3 separate regions of the Mus musculus genome follow, and all the other regions are linked to region 3. Evidence: chromatin contacts called from public HiChIP or PLAC-seq data. All regions are on one chromosome and are shown on one strand. The core of a region is the stretch at or near the end of the contact, and the rest is flanking DNA. Distances in the headings are between cores, read along the strand shown.

Region 1 (4,489 bases), core at 197-2,696, 130 kb after region 3:
CCTAAAAGGCAGCCTGGGGCAGTGAAGTGAGTACGAAGAAGGTTGGTCTGAGTAGCTTGCAAACCAAAACCCTTTGTGGTCCCAAATAAGGATTGCTGTACTCCTGTGTTCCTCTCCCCAAGCAGCAGGTCTGGTCCATGGGAGGTTATTCCTGGTGTGTAGCTAGCCTCTGGCTGTCAGACACAAATATGTCTGAAATTAAGATCAAGGTCTGTGAGCCTTTGAGGGGAAAAATTGAACTCAACTCTGAAAATCCCCCTGGCCATCTGCAAAGGCCACCCTGCAATGAGTGCTGTTTTAACCAGGGTTTATCTTTACAGGTGTTAGGTAGAAGCCTAGACAGCCAGTCAGCCGCTGTGAGTCATCTGGCTGTGGTGAGATTAGAAATTCCTGGAACATGATAAAGAATCCGGAGTGGAGGCAGGAAAGATGAAGGGAAATGCCTTCTGCAGCTCCCGGTTCCCACCGGTTCCCACCATGTGACCTTATGGTCCATAACTTTTGGGTCGATTTGGGCAGTTACCTGCTTGCTTTCTCACCCCCACCCCTTTCCTCCTCCTATTCATTTTTAAATATTTAGTTATTTTATGTATACGTGCCTGAGTGTATGCATATGTTCAAGAGCCCATGGAGGACAGATGAGGTCCTTTGTTCTCCTGGAAGTAGAGTTACAGGTAGTGGTGATCTGCCATGTGGGTGCTGGAAACAGGACCCGGATCCTCTGCAGAGCAGTAAGCACGCAACAACTGAGCCATCTCTAGCACCTCTTCCTTTTCTTTCCCCTTTTATTGACTTTTCAAAGTCAAGAAATCCTATTTCCACTGAATATGTAAATATTCATATTTTAACCAGGAAAGCGCACTATGTGTGTAAAGGTGGTAGATTTAGATACCGTTGAGAAGAAATAGAGGAGGGAAAGATGGGGGGCGAGGGAGGGGAGAACTGGAAAAGACAAGCAGAGGAGCGTCCGGATGGATGAGAATCGGGATGGAGTTGGCGACTCTGACTGCGGACTCAGTAATATTACTGTCTTCTCGTGAAAAAACGAATGAACAGGCTTAGCCGAACAATGGCTTCTTATTTGCAAACGCCGTAAAGAAAACAAAAGCATAATAAAAAATAAATTAAAAACAAAAAACAAAAGCAGTTAGAACCCAATGCATATTCTCTGCGCATTTGAAGTTGCTGCGAGGCAGGGCGGCTTCAAATTGGCCTCTCTTGTTCCCGTTCAGCGTAGGAGGGTCTCCACCCCACCATCCGGCCTTTCCGTACTAAAAGCTGAGATCCGAAGTTTCGGATGCTGTTGCCGGGAACTTCTTTTCACTCAGAGAGCCGTGCTGAGTGCACGGGGTTTTGATCTGTCCCTCGGGGGGAACTCCTGAGTCCCGTGTCCCTGCGAGTTCGCCTCTGAAAGTGCCGAAGTGAGGATTAGTTTGGTGTTGAGGACACCTAGTGGCGGTTTGTTGGTTGTGTTCTTCAAACGGAAAGAAAATCGGCGAAGTTAGCAACCCCGGAGGCAACTTGTCTCTTTTTCCACAACACCTTCACAAAGCAACTAAAGTTTCCCAGAAGCTTCAAGATAAAACGGCGTGGTGGTAGAGTCAGCTAAATTCTCACTTCTGCCTTTTACTGCCGTTAGACCGAATTCTCTCGGCTTAATTCCTTGTAAGGAACACACTGTGCCACACAAGGAAAGCTCTAAGGGCTGCAGAGTGGCCACAACTGGGTCAACTAAACTGATAAGCTGAGAGTCATTTTGAGAGAGACTCAGACATAAGAACTCTATGGTAATAGAAAGAGTCTTTTTTCCCCCCTGCTTTATAATGATTGACTACGCTGTACATTGCTCTTATTGTTTTCTGGGACTACAAGGTGTTAGTAATAAATGTCTCTAAAATAAATGTATAAACAATAGTTGTCCATTGCTGAAAATTCAGCTAATGGAGAATACAAGTTATCATTTTTGAGAGGTTTTCATATTTTCCACCTTCCAGTAAAAATCGATTTTCAAAAATAGGCTGAGCCCAAGATTTAACCATAGGCTGTAGTTTTCTTTTCTTTTTCTTTTTTTTTTTTAACATTTTTTAAAAGATTTATTTATTTATTTATTATATGTAAGTACACTGTAGCTGTCCTCAGACACTCCAGTCAGATCTCGTTAAAGATGGTTGTGAGCCACCATGTGGTTGCTGGGATTTGAACTTCTGACCTTTGGAAGAGCAGTCAGGTGCTCTTACCCACTGAGCCATCTCACCAGCCCAGGTTATAGTTTTCTAACCCCTGGTTTGAGTTGGTAACTCTTTATGCCGGCTCTTTCAAATAAGAGAAAATTTAGTGTGATGCAATTCGTGTAAAAATAAATAAAATTTAAGGTTAATTCATTTCGTTTAAAATTCACTTTATGTAATCTAGAATGTAATTTTCTTAAACAATACTTTTATTTATTTTTTTAAATCAATTTATTCTTTCATATCCCAACCACAGTATTTTCCCTCTCTTCTCTCTTCCCAGTCTCTCCTCCCTCCCCAACCACTACTACTCAGTTTCCCTTCAGAAAATGGACGGGCTCTCTGGGATAGCAATTAACCGTGGCATATCAAGTTTCAGTAAGGCTAGGTACCTACCTCTCCTCCTATTAAGGGTGGACAAGGTGAACCAGTCGAAGGACAAGGGTCTCAAAGGCAGGCAAGAGCTTCAGAAACAGCCCCAACTTCCTCTGTTAGGAGTTCTACAAGAACACTAAGTTACATAACTATCATATATGCAGAGGTTAGACCCACGCAGGCTCCCTGACTGCCGCTTCAGTCTCAGTGAGCCCTTAGGAGTTCATTTGTTGATTCTGTGGGTTTTCTGGTGGTGTCCTTGACCTTTCTGGCTCCTACAATCTTTCCTCTTCTTCTTTTTCCTTTGGATTCACTGAGTCCCTTGTAATGCTTTGCTGTGGATCTCTGCATCTTTAAACCATATTTTTTTCCCTTGACAAGCTTATGTATGTACAGAATGTATCTTTTAAATAAGTTAGTTCTTTGACAATTACATAATCTATACAGTGCATTATGGTTACTCCAGCTCCCTTTTACAACCCCTCTCCCCCATCATCTCTTTTATTCCTCTCTATTTTCCCTGTTTCACAGATTTCTGACATTTGGTTTTGTTCTGTGACCCATTTGGCTCGTCAGGGCCATCTGTGTGACCATTAGATGGGACTATCATTGAAGCCATGTTGGGTCTTTGGTGATAGCACAGATGGGGCTCACCCATGAGGTAAGTTATCTTTAAAGCGTCTTTGCATGTGTATTCCTTGTGTATAGATGGGTGTATATTTGTCACCGTATATTGGCTTTGGCTTGGCTTGGGCTGCCCCGTCATACCACGTCCATGCCTATTCCCAATCAATCAGTCCTTCAGGCTTGGGTTCCAGAGCTATTGCTATCCAGTCCAGTTGGTGCTTTTGAACCTGAGTGCAAGACGTCCAGGGAATCTTTGACCTCTGCATTCCCTTTGAGCTTGAACCTTTTAGGGTAATGTCTTATTTGTCTTCACACTCGAGGACAGTGAAATGCTCCCTCCTCAGCCAAGTCCCCAGAGCAGTGACCTTTGCCACATCTGTCAATAGAGGTGACTCTAATTAGCTGGGGAGCCGACAGGAACACTGGAGACAACCTGGACAACGTCCAGCAGACACTAAACTGTGCAAAGCCCATGTTCAGTGGCTTCCCCCTGGAGTATAACCGTCCCTGTGCTTGCCTTCTGGACAGAAGTGTTCACTACCTCAAACAGAACTCTGTGAGTAGCACCCTGATCCATCCCCACTGAGTTGCATAGCTAAGATTCTCTTTTGCATTTCATATCCAGCCTGGATCCCTGTTCTTTATGATCGGAGTAACTCACAAAAGAATTAATTCTGAACAGGCAGTTTGTAATATGGTACTTTGTTTTGTGGTAAAATCCATGGCAGCCGTAGGTTCGAGAATGTGTGCCAGGAAAGCTGGTTTCTGTTTGCTTTGCACTTGGCATACATTTGGTTGAGGTTCTTGCTGCATTTAACACAAGCCCCAAACACTTTAACATGGCCTCGAGGACTTGGCTAAGCACCTCTCTACCTGTGTCTCCAGATTCTTCTCAAGCCACACTTGGCCTTGCTCGCTAGATTCACGTCCATTCCCTTTTCAGACCCCCCACGGGGCTCCATTGTGACATCAGTGTTCGGTCACCTGTCTGCTTCCTATTCTTTCTTTCAGGATAATTATTACTTTCTCAGAGAGCTATTTCCTGACCCTAATTTCAATTTGATTTCTTTCCTTGTCTTCTCTTCTTGCATTTCTCCTTCCTAACACCCATCATCACTTCCAATAACAAAAGTCTCTTTGGTTAACGTAACAAAACTGGCCAGGAGATGGCTGTGCTTTTAATCCCAGCCTTAGGGGTGCAGGGTTAGAGGCTAGCCTGGTCTACAGAGTTTTAGGACAGCTAGGGCTACACAGAGAAC
Region 2 (4,480 bases), core at 1,641-4,140, 160 kb before region 3:
TGAAGTGTGGACACTATGCCCTTCCTTAGAAGTGGGAACAAAACACCCATGGAAGGAGTTACAGAGACAAAGTTTGGAACTGAGATGAAAGGATGGACCATGTAGAGACTGCCATATCCAGGGATCCACCCCATAATCAGCATCCAAACGCTGACACCATTGCATACACTAGCAAGATTTTATTGAAAGGACCCAGATGTAGCTGTCTCTTGTGAGACTATGCCGGGGCCTAGCAAACACAGAAGTGGATGCTCACAGTCAGCTAATGGATGGATCATAGAGCTCCCAATGGAGGAGCTAGAGAAAGTAGCCAAGGAGCTAAAGGGATCTGCAACCCTATAGGTGGAACAACATTATGAACTAACCAGTACCCCGGAGCTCTTGACTCTAGCTGCATATATATCAAAAGATGGCCTAGTCGGCCATCACTGGAAAGAGAGGCCCATTGGACTTGCAAACTTTATATGCCCCAGTACAGGGGAACACCAGGGCCAAAAAGGGGGAGTGGGTGGGCAGGGGAGTGGGGGTGGGTGGATATGGGGGACTTTTGGGATAGCATTGTAAATGTAAATGAGCTAAATACCTAATAAAAAATGGAAAAAAAAATAAGAACCCTAAAAAATAAAAAAAAAAAGAAACATTCACTATGAAAAAAAAAAAAAAGGAGAGAAGGCCAGAGGGCCAGGAGAATGAATGGAAATATGCAGTTGTTGGTGGGAGGGCAAACGGAACCTCTAGAAAGTCCCAGAGACCTGCGATGTGAGAGGTTCCCAGGACTCCATGAGGATGACCTTAGCCAAAAGTCCAACAGTGAGGAAGTAGAACCTGAAGAGACCACCTCCAGTAGATAGTCATGGCCCCCAGTGGAGGGATGTGGTCACCAACCTACCTTCAAAATTTTTGACCCAGATGTTCCTGTCTAAAAGAAATACTGGGATAAAAAAAGGAAGCAGAGGTTGAAGGAAAGTCAGTGCCTTTATTATCTTCGATAAATTACCCTGATAAAAGCAACTTAGGGGAAACATAGGTGTTTTTTGCTTTAAACTTCCAGTGGGACAGAGTTCATCGTGGCAGCCACTGTGGGATGCAGGCATCGTGGTAAGAACAGGAAGCTGACTGGTCACATTTCATCCACACTCAGGAAGCAGAGACAGAATAGGACATGGGGACAGACTACAAAGCCTCAAGACCCAACCCCAGTGACTCACTTCTTCCCGCTAGGCTCCACACCTAAAGATTCCATATTTTCCCAAATAGCACTATCAGCTGGGACCAAGTGTCCCCAAGGGTGACAGCTATAATAATGGGTAATCTATCCATACTATACAAACCAATATTTGTGAGATTAGAAGTTTAACAATTTTGTATAAGGCCTGAATGCACCTGATCTGATTTGATCTCAAAACTAATCAGGGTCAGACCTGGAAAGTAGCTATTTATGAGATAATTTCCAGATATGTAAAGTGTTATTATATAGAGTGGCTAAAATGCATGACAAATGTCCTGATAATTACCACACATAACTCACTTCCAAATTGCCTATATAATCAACGAAGTGAATTAAGATTACAAATTGGGGCTGGCAAGATGGCTGAGCAGGTAGGAACACTGACTGCTCTTCCGAAGATCTTGAGTTCAAATCCCAGCAACCACATGGTGGCTCACAACCACCCATGATGAAATCTGATGCCCTCTTCTGGTGCAAATGAAGACAGCTACAGTGTACTTATGTAATAAATAAATCTTTGGGCCTGAGTGAGCACAGTTGATGGAAGGGAGCAGGGCTGACCAGATAGAGCAGAAGTCATAAAAATTCAATTCCCAACAACCAAATGAAGGCTCACAACCATCTGTACAGCTACAGTGTATTCATATAGATAAAATAAATAAATCTTTTTTTTAAAAAAAAGATAACAAACTGTTACTTGTACAAATATGGACTTTAGGACCCAACTGTATTTCATACAATCATATATCAGTAAACATGTGCTTATCTACTTGTTTTAGTAAGTGCATTTAAAACATTAATATATTCAGATTTCCTGGATCAATTTAACTTGATCAATAATAATATTCCAAATGTTGTTTTGCATGACTACATGTAGTAAACCTTCTTTCTGAATTAACCATCTAGAACAGCATTATTTCTAAGAAAAGAAATGGAACACATCCTACTTACTTTAAAATAAATCAGCCACTACATGAGAAAAAAAATTAAAATTCCCACAAAACTTTATATACATAAAGTTTTGAACTTTATGCATATGGGTATTTTTGCCTATGTGTATAACTATGCACTAGATATGCCTGGTGCCCACAGAGGCCAGAAGGAGGCATTGGGAACCCTGCAACTGGAGTTAGAGACTATATAATAACCATGTGGATGCTGGTAATCGAACTAGGATGCCTGGAAGAGCAGCCAGTGCTCTTAACTGCTAAGCCATTTCTTGTAGGACCGTGAAAGGCAGCCTGATTCCTGGTTGAGCTAAGGCTAGAAACCCTGGTGACCCTAAAGAGACGGAAGGCGTTTTGACCCTATCAACCCTCCAATTTCTCAGCCCCCCCCAAACATAAAAGTTTAAATGATAAAAGTACATATGAAAAATAATTAAAATGGTAAACTGCAAATATGATTCTAAAGAAAGCTATGATGAAAATTAACTCAGCGAGACACACAAATGTCCTCAGACAGGATTCTGCTACTCTCTCTCTAGCACAATGACTGCGCTAAGGAAGATGCCTGTGTCTTGGGTGTTGCCTGCTTTGTTAGATTTCTATCATACGCTATTTTAGAAGGTGTTATTGCCGGGTAACTGGCCTACCCCTGGCCTGTCCCAAAACCTGAGACTTGGAAACCCCTGGTCCAGTGACTCAGCATTAATGGCCAAGTACTACTTCCAGCACACTGTACTTTTCCACTAGCTCACTGCGCATGTGCTGAACTAGCTCACTGCGCATGCTCCGAAGACCCTATAAACGCCTGCCCCTCAACCTAACCCACTGTAGTCTCTCTTCCAGTTCAGAAGCAGCCACCTTAAAGTGTCTCGCCCAATAAATCTCCTGTGTGAGGTTTGTTGCATAGTGTGACTTTATGATATTCCTTAGCTCCAAACTGCCAAGATGCCCTTGTGCTGGAAAACCCCTTTTCCATTATATTTAGGGTAGTGCTGCCAGAGATCATGGGTAAGGCATGTGTAGGCTTGCTTCAGAATAATAATCCTTGGATGTTGTGATTGTTAGTCTGCTGAAACATGTGAGTCAGAGAGAGAATGAACATATCTCACGTCCAATTTTGCACCAATATCTAGAATATCTTTGATGGTAACCTGAGATGTGAAATTTAAAAACTGATCAGAAGAGTAATTGGAGAGGACCGAGCTAGAAAACACGGGGAAAGCAAGTCCTTTACACTGTACTCATTTCTTCCCAGGACACTCTGGACTCCTCTGTGCATTTTTCTGAAAAACACCTCCCCCTTGTCCTTGCCCCAGGAGCCCTAGGCATCGTATATGAATCACTGTCTACCATTAGCACAGACATTACTTAGTAACCGTGCAACAGTCTGAAGAAAGTACCCTGGTTCAGAGAGTTATCGAATTCCTGAAATCGCTTAATCACTCTTTAATCGTATGGCATGTTCTTTCAAGTCACAGAATTCCCTCCAACTTGAACTGTCTCCTCCAGGAGGGAAGGGGTGGACCATCAGCCTCCTGTGGTAAGCAGGTGGTAAACACAAGGTCACATGTTCAGAAGAACAAAAACTAGGAAGATTCTTGACTCTTGAGGACATTGGTGCCATTGTTATGTCTTTGGTCTGTCATAGGCTCCTTTTCTGGGTTGCATAGGTGTGTGTGTGTGTGTGTGTGTGTGTGTGTGTGTGTGTGTGTGTGTGTGTGTTTGTTTTGCATTACCCCAGGAAAAGTCTGTCACACAACACTAATGTTCAATAAGAATTAAAAACAACAACAACGTTTTTATTAGTTTTTTGAGAATTTCATACAATGTATTTTTTTTATTTTTGAGAGTATAATACAATTACAATATTTTCTCTTCACCTTTCTCCCTCCAAACCCTACCATATGCCCCTTCCCCCTCTCCTTCTAACTCATGGCATCTTTTGTCATAAATTGTTATTGTATGCATTCCTAAATACAACCAGCTCAGTCCATCTAATGTTATTTGTATGTATGTTTTCAGGGCTGACCATTTGGCATTGGACAACCAATTGTTGTGCTCTTCCTTATAAAAAAAAAAAAAAGCCCACCTTATCCCAATCCTGGCTTTACTCTTGTAGTTCTTTCTGGAAAGTTGAAGCTTCGTGGGCTTTTCCTTGTTCACATTGTCAAATCTGCTGTGTCATTCTTGTTCAGCAATATTTTGGGATAGTCATGTTGGGAAGACTTTCTGGTTGTAGCTTCTGGCATTAGGAGACAAAATTGCACAGCAAATTTCCTGATCCTCTGGCTCATACTGTCTTTCC
Region 3 (4,924 bases), core at 432-2,931:
AAGCAGTTAGGTCCTTTCCTGATGGGGCAGTTTGTGCTGCATACATTCAGGGCAGGAGAGATAAAGGGCGTGTGGAATCTGGAGGTGTGTCTCAAAATCCAACAAGCAGTAGACCTTGTTAGTCAGGTCAGGAGAAAGTCGGAGGCTTTCCCTTTTAATAAATTATTGTAGATTATATATGAATTTAAAATATTTTATCATTGTATTTTTTACATGTATGGGTGTTTTGCCTTTGCGTATATGTATATATAGCATGTGTGACTGGTGCCAGGAAAGGACACTGGATTCCCTGGAACTGGAGTTAGCACACAGCTCTGAAGGTACTCTGGAAGAGCAGCCAGTGCTTTTGACTGTTAAAGTCATCTCATATCTCCAGCCCTTGTAGATTATGTGTATTCCACATACTTCTTTTTTTTTTTCCGTTTAATGATTTCCCCTGCACATTTTTTTCCCCATGTGGGATGAGTGTGCATTTTCCTTCTCTGTAAATCTGTTCTAAAATCCTTTCAAATCTTAGCTGAGGCTTTCTTAGGCAGTGTTTTGTTTGTTTTCTGAGATAGGGTTTCTCTGTGTAGCTCTCAGAGATCTGCCTACCTCTGCTTCCAAGTACTGGTATTAAAGGCATGTACCGCCATTGCTCCCCAATTCTTACTCAGTGTTTTAGGGTTCCAATTTCCTTCAGGAAAGGAGATGTGTATAATCTTGGGGTTTCCCCATGGTCTGGTAAAATGAAAAGTGTTAATGATTGGTTTAGATTTTTCCTACGATTGTTCGGATCCCACGAGAGAGCTAGGGAAGACCACAGTGTAGCCAGCCTTCTTGGGGAGACAGCAACACAAATGCCAGAGAAATTTTCCAGTTGGCTTTCTATCAGACTTTTTTTTTGTAGTTTTTTTTTTAAAGCACTGATTCATTCTCTTTGCTAAAATTCAAAGAAGTCAGTGAATAATGCAAATATTAGAGATCATTTAATTTCAGAAGCTTAATTTCTGAAAAAAGAGGAGAGCTAAGAGGGTGGGATTTCCCTGTTTTAAACAAGGAAAGGATTTGTGGTGCTTTTAGAAGGCTTGGCTCTCTTCCATATAATTCCATACATGCTCAGCTATTAACCCAAAGTGAGGTCAAAGTGCATTTGTTTTTATAGAACTGAAATTGCCTGCAGATGCTTTTATTCTTTGTTTCTTTCCCTTGCTCAGGTCAGCATTCCTCTGAGACAGCCTGACCCTTCTTCACTGACACAGCAACAGTCTGTCCATCCATCCATCCATCCATCCATCCATCCATCCATCCATCCATCTATCCATCCATCTAGCCTGCTTCTTAATCTTATGTTCACATACCCTTATATTGCATTCATTAGACTTTTTTTTTGAAAACTGTCAAAATGTCTTTCTAGGGATCCTGACACCCCTCACTCAGCACTTTTGATGGGGTTTCAGTACAGTCATCTAGGACAGCATTGCTTTACAGAAATGGATTTGATTGAAACCGCCTACAGCAGGTGAAATAGCCAGGTGCCCACATTACAGCTCTGAAAATATCCCTTTGTGGTACCTTGTGGTTTTAGTTTCTGAGAAATGATGATGAGGAGCTACAACAGAAGGCAAGAAATATCAGGAATGTCTGTTTGCCTGGGTGTATTCAGTCAGAGGTAGAGTCCTGTTTGTGTGTGTAAGACTGGGGTTTTCCCCCCTCGCCTGGTGGTAATGTTGCAAGAACAAACTTTCCCCTCACTGCCTCCCTAGGGTAAAATGGCTGCCAAGATATTTTGGAACAGAAACTTAAGAGTATCTTGGCCACTGTGAGACAGTAACAAGGGTCCTTTGATATTTTCTATGTTCTCTGTGGTCAAGCTGTCATCTGTTTTCTTCTGAGGTTCTGAGATGTCATAGGCCAATACTGGCTTGTGACCTGTTTCTTTGAAGGATATGCTGTAGGAGTTGGCTCCTATTTGCGTTGGAAGGCTTGAAGGAGCAGCTCTTTTCAGAGGAGTTCTCATGGAGACCACTAGGGAGGAAGAGGAGACCAAACACAATGGGAAATGTTTAACAATTAAAACCAGCTCTTGCCTGTGTGGTCCTGCGTTTTACATCACTTCGTGGAAATGGACAGCTGGGAAAAAGCCTGATAGATGATAGAGCCAGTGTCCTGTTAAGCATAGTCTATAACGTAGACAAGAAAAGGGCAACATATTCAGACTGTCAAGGAAGTTATCTAACAGCTACGATGACCACAGGCCACCAGACTGCTGGTCCATAGCTTTACAGTTACCTGACTGAGAAAATAGAAGAAAGGTTGGCTGAGCCCAACCCAGAAACGTTCCAAAAATGTACTATGGTTTTTCAGCGTGCTAACACTTTTTATTCATTTTCAAGTGAAGTTTTCATTATCTGAAAATATGAAACTTTAAAACACAAAGCCCACATTTCATCATTCAATTTATGAGTATAAGATATAAAAATAGTGTTGTTTTATATTTACCTACTTCTTTTTAAAATATAAAATGTAGGTGCTGGAGAGATGGCTTGATGGTTAGGAGTGTGGACTGCTCTTGCAGAAGACCAGAGTTTTATTCCCAGAACTCATGTTGGGCAGCTCATAACTGCTGTAATTCCAACTCCAGGGCATCTAAAAGCACCTACAAACACTCACCTACAATTAAAAACCATAACAAAACAATAAATGAATGTATAAAATGTTAATAAGCAGGAAAATTTCCACCACTCAGAATCAATCCCTGACTATAGTGTGTATTCTTTTTTCATTTATATTTCCCATATGTGTGTATGTATGTATGTATGTATGTATGTATGTATGTATGTATGTATGTTGTTGTATTTCTCTGTCTCTGTTTTTCCTTCTTTTGGGATAGTCTCACTGTGTATCCCTTGGCTAGCCTGAAACTCACTAAGTAGACCAGGCTGGTCTTGAATTCGTAGAGATACACCTGCTTCTGCCTCCTAAATGCTGGATCAAAGATGTGCCACCATGCCTGGAACCTTTTATATTTAAACTAAAGCCATATTTTTTTCTAGATTTATATTTTATCATGTATGTAACTTTTCCCTTCCTCCCTTCTTACCTCCCTCCATCCCTCTCTTTCCTCTTCCTCCTTCTTCTCCTTCCTTTTATTGGATGACTTCTGTCTCCACGTCTCAAGTGCTAACATGACAGGTATTTGCTACCCACCTGATCGATAACTGCCAAGTGAGTTGTAATATCTACTTTTGTGAGTTGTGCCTATACTTACGCACTCCTGTGTTATTACTGTTATTCCACAGCTTGTTGAATTTTTTTGTATCTTATAAAGAATGAGAAAATGACATAATGATGCAATATGTCTTGAGGTTTTTTTTGAACTAATTATCCAGACCTGTTTCTCTGGAAAGTTCTCCAGGTGACAAATTTAGTGGATTTGTGAGAGAACTCCTGTGTGAGTTGGAAAGATAGAGTTAGGAGAAGTATTTGAAATGGTGCAGCCAGCCTTTAGTTGACACTTGAGGCACCCAAGTGCTTCTTGGTGTTAGGCACACAGGTACCTACAAGATCAGTCCTGATCAGGTCTGAAGAAAAGAGTCTTAGGGTGTAACAAAATAGTAAGTACAGTGGGGATATAGCTCAAGGCTAGCCAAGCTTACTTGGCATGTGTGAGGCCCAGAGTTTGCTACCCATTGCTCCCAAGAGGGCTAGGGGAAGAAATGTGTATTAGTTTCACTATGAGTCCTAGGCAAACTGACTCAAGAGAGTTCTGAGAAAGACCTATATTCATTTAACTGCAACTCCCATCCCACCCAGTGATCCACCACCATGCCTAGTAGCACCCACTTAACTGCATAGTCTCAGGCATATCTGTTGTCCCATATGTGACTCCAAAGCTCAGTTTGCTCATGTGGAACCCAGGAGACCTTTTGCAATATTGTGATGTCTATAGGAGAAAATGTAAAAGAACAAAGAGAGTGAGTGCCCAATTCATAATGGACTTTCAAATGGAAGTCAGAGCCACTACCACCACCACCATCATTATCACTGCTGTGGCTATATCTGTATTGATAATCTGTCTCTCATGGCTTTTACTCTACTTCCCTCTGTCCTCTAAATACTCTCAGCTATTGGGTGGTGTCCTGTTTCAAACACAATTTTTTTTCAATAGAATCAAATAGTTTACTTCCTGACTTCATGACATGATCCACCAAACTTACCAGTCCATCAAAAATGACCTCTCTTTAGTCTGTCTTCCTGTCCCCTTTTCCTTCCTGGAAAGTTTATAAGTGATGAGACATACTGCAGGTTTCATTTTTTCAGTCCTGGTCCTCTTGCTGTATTTGTTTGTGCTTTTCTCGCCATGCTATGATGACCTGCTCATCATAGCGTGCCTGGGAAGCAACCATCTGTCTGGACACTATTGCTCATTTCTAACAATAGCAAAGACAACTGTTGACTGAACACCTCATTTGTGCCAGATACACAAGCCTCACTGGGGAATGCTATTTCCTTCTCTGCAGCATCACAGTATGGCTCACAGGTATTAAGCAACATGCAAAACCAGGGATGAAGCTGAATCTTCAAGCCTTGCACCACAGTGTACAGATGGAGGAATGGACTTTTTTCCTTTTCTTTTTTTTATTAGATATTTTCTTTATTTATATTTCAAATGTTATCTCCAAGGTCCCTTATACCCTCCCCCTGCCCTGCTACGCAACCTACCCACTCCTGCTTCCTGGACCTGGCATTCCCCTGTACCGGGGCATATGATCTTCACAAGACCAAGGGCCTCTGCTCCCATTGATGGTCGACTAGGTCATCTTTTGGTACATATGCAACTAGAGACACAGTTCTGGGGGGTACTGGTTAGTTCATATTGTTGTTCCTCCTATAGGGTTGCAGACCCCTTTAGCTCCTTGGGTACTTTCTTCATTAGGTACTT

Evidence for each region. HiChIP or PLAC-seq counts read pairs in DNA pulled down with a chosen protein or histone mark.
Region 1: a contact with region 3 is called in a CTCF HiChIP or PLAC-seq map of CD8 T cells, with 16 read pairs. The contact joins two enhancer-like sites. A contact is called at or near these places in 4 of 15 datasets of contacts at CTCF or cohesin (CD8 T cells, the NIH/3T3 cell line, large pre-B cells and 1 more), 8 of 484 Hi-C or Micro-C datasets (the 63-12 cell line, B cells, the G1E-ER4 cell line and 4 more) and 6 of 115 datasets of contacts at active chromatin or transcription factors (CD8 T cells, the NIH/3T3 cell line, bone marrow-derived dendritic cells and 3 more).
Region 2: a CTCF HiChIP or PLAC-seq map of the NIH/3T3 cell line shows a contact between it and region 3, with 38 read pairs. The contact joins two enhancer-like sites. A contact is called at or near these places in 2 of 15 datasets of contacts at CTCF or cohesin (both in the NIH/3T3 cell line) and 1 of 115 datasets of contacts at active chromatin or transcription factors (the NIH/3T3 cell line).

The regions. Positions count from the first base shown.
Region 1 is chr4:89,523,440-89,527,928 of GRCm38.p6, forward strand. No RefSeq gene overlaps it. Among named protein-coding and RNA genes, the nearest start is that of Dmrta1, 160 kb to the right of the region's middle. Within about 2 kb of position 1,447, at least 93 of the 459 cell types and tissues checked have an H3K27ac peak or open chromatin away from gene starts, as enhancers often do. A contact at or near this core is called in the 63-12 cell line, CD8 T cells and the NIH/3T3 cell line, where this site is marked.
Region 2 is chr4:89,231,746-89,236,225 of GRCm38.p6, forward strand. No RefSeq gene overlaps it. Among named protein-coding and RNA genes, the nearest start is that of Cdkn2a, 48 kb to the right of the region's middle. Within about 2 kb of position 2,891, at least 11 of the 459 cell types and tissues checked have an H3K27ac peak or open chromatin away from gene starts, as enhancers often do. A contact at or near this core is called in the NIH/3T3 cell line, where this site is marked.
Region 3 is chr4:89,391,835-89,396,758 of GRCm38.p6, forward strand. The region is part of intron 4 of Gm12610 (predicted gene 12610); the gene reads left to right. Among named protein-coding and RNA genes, the nearest start is that of Cdkn2b, 83 kb to the left of the region's middle. Within about 2 kb of position 1,682, at least 25 of the 459 cell types and tissues checked have an H3K27ac peak or open chromatin away from gene starts, as enhancers often do. A contact at or near this core is called in the 63-12 cell line, CD8 T cells and the NIH/3T3 cell line, where this site is marked.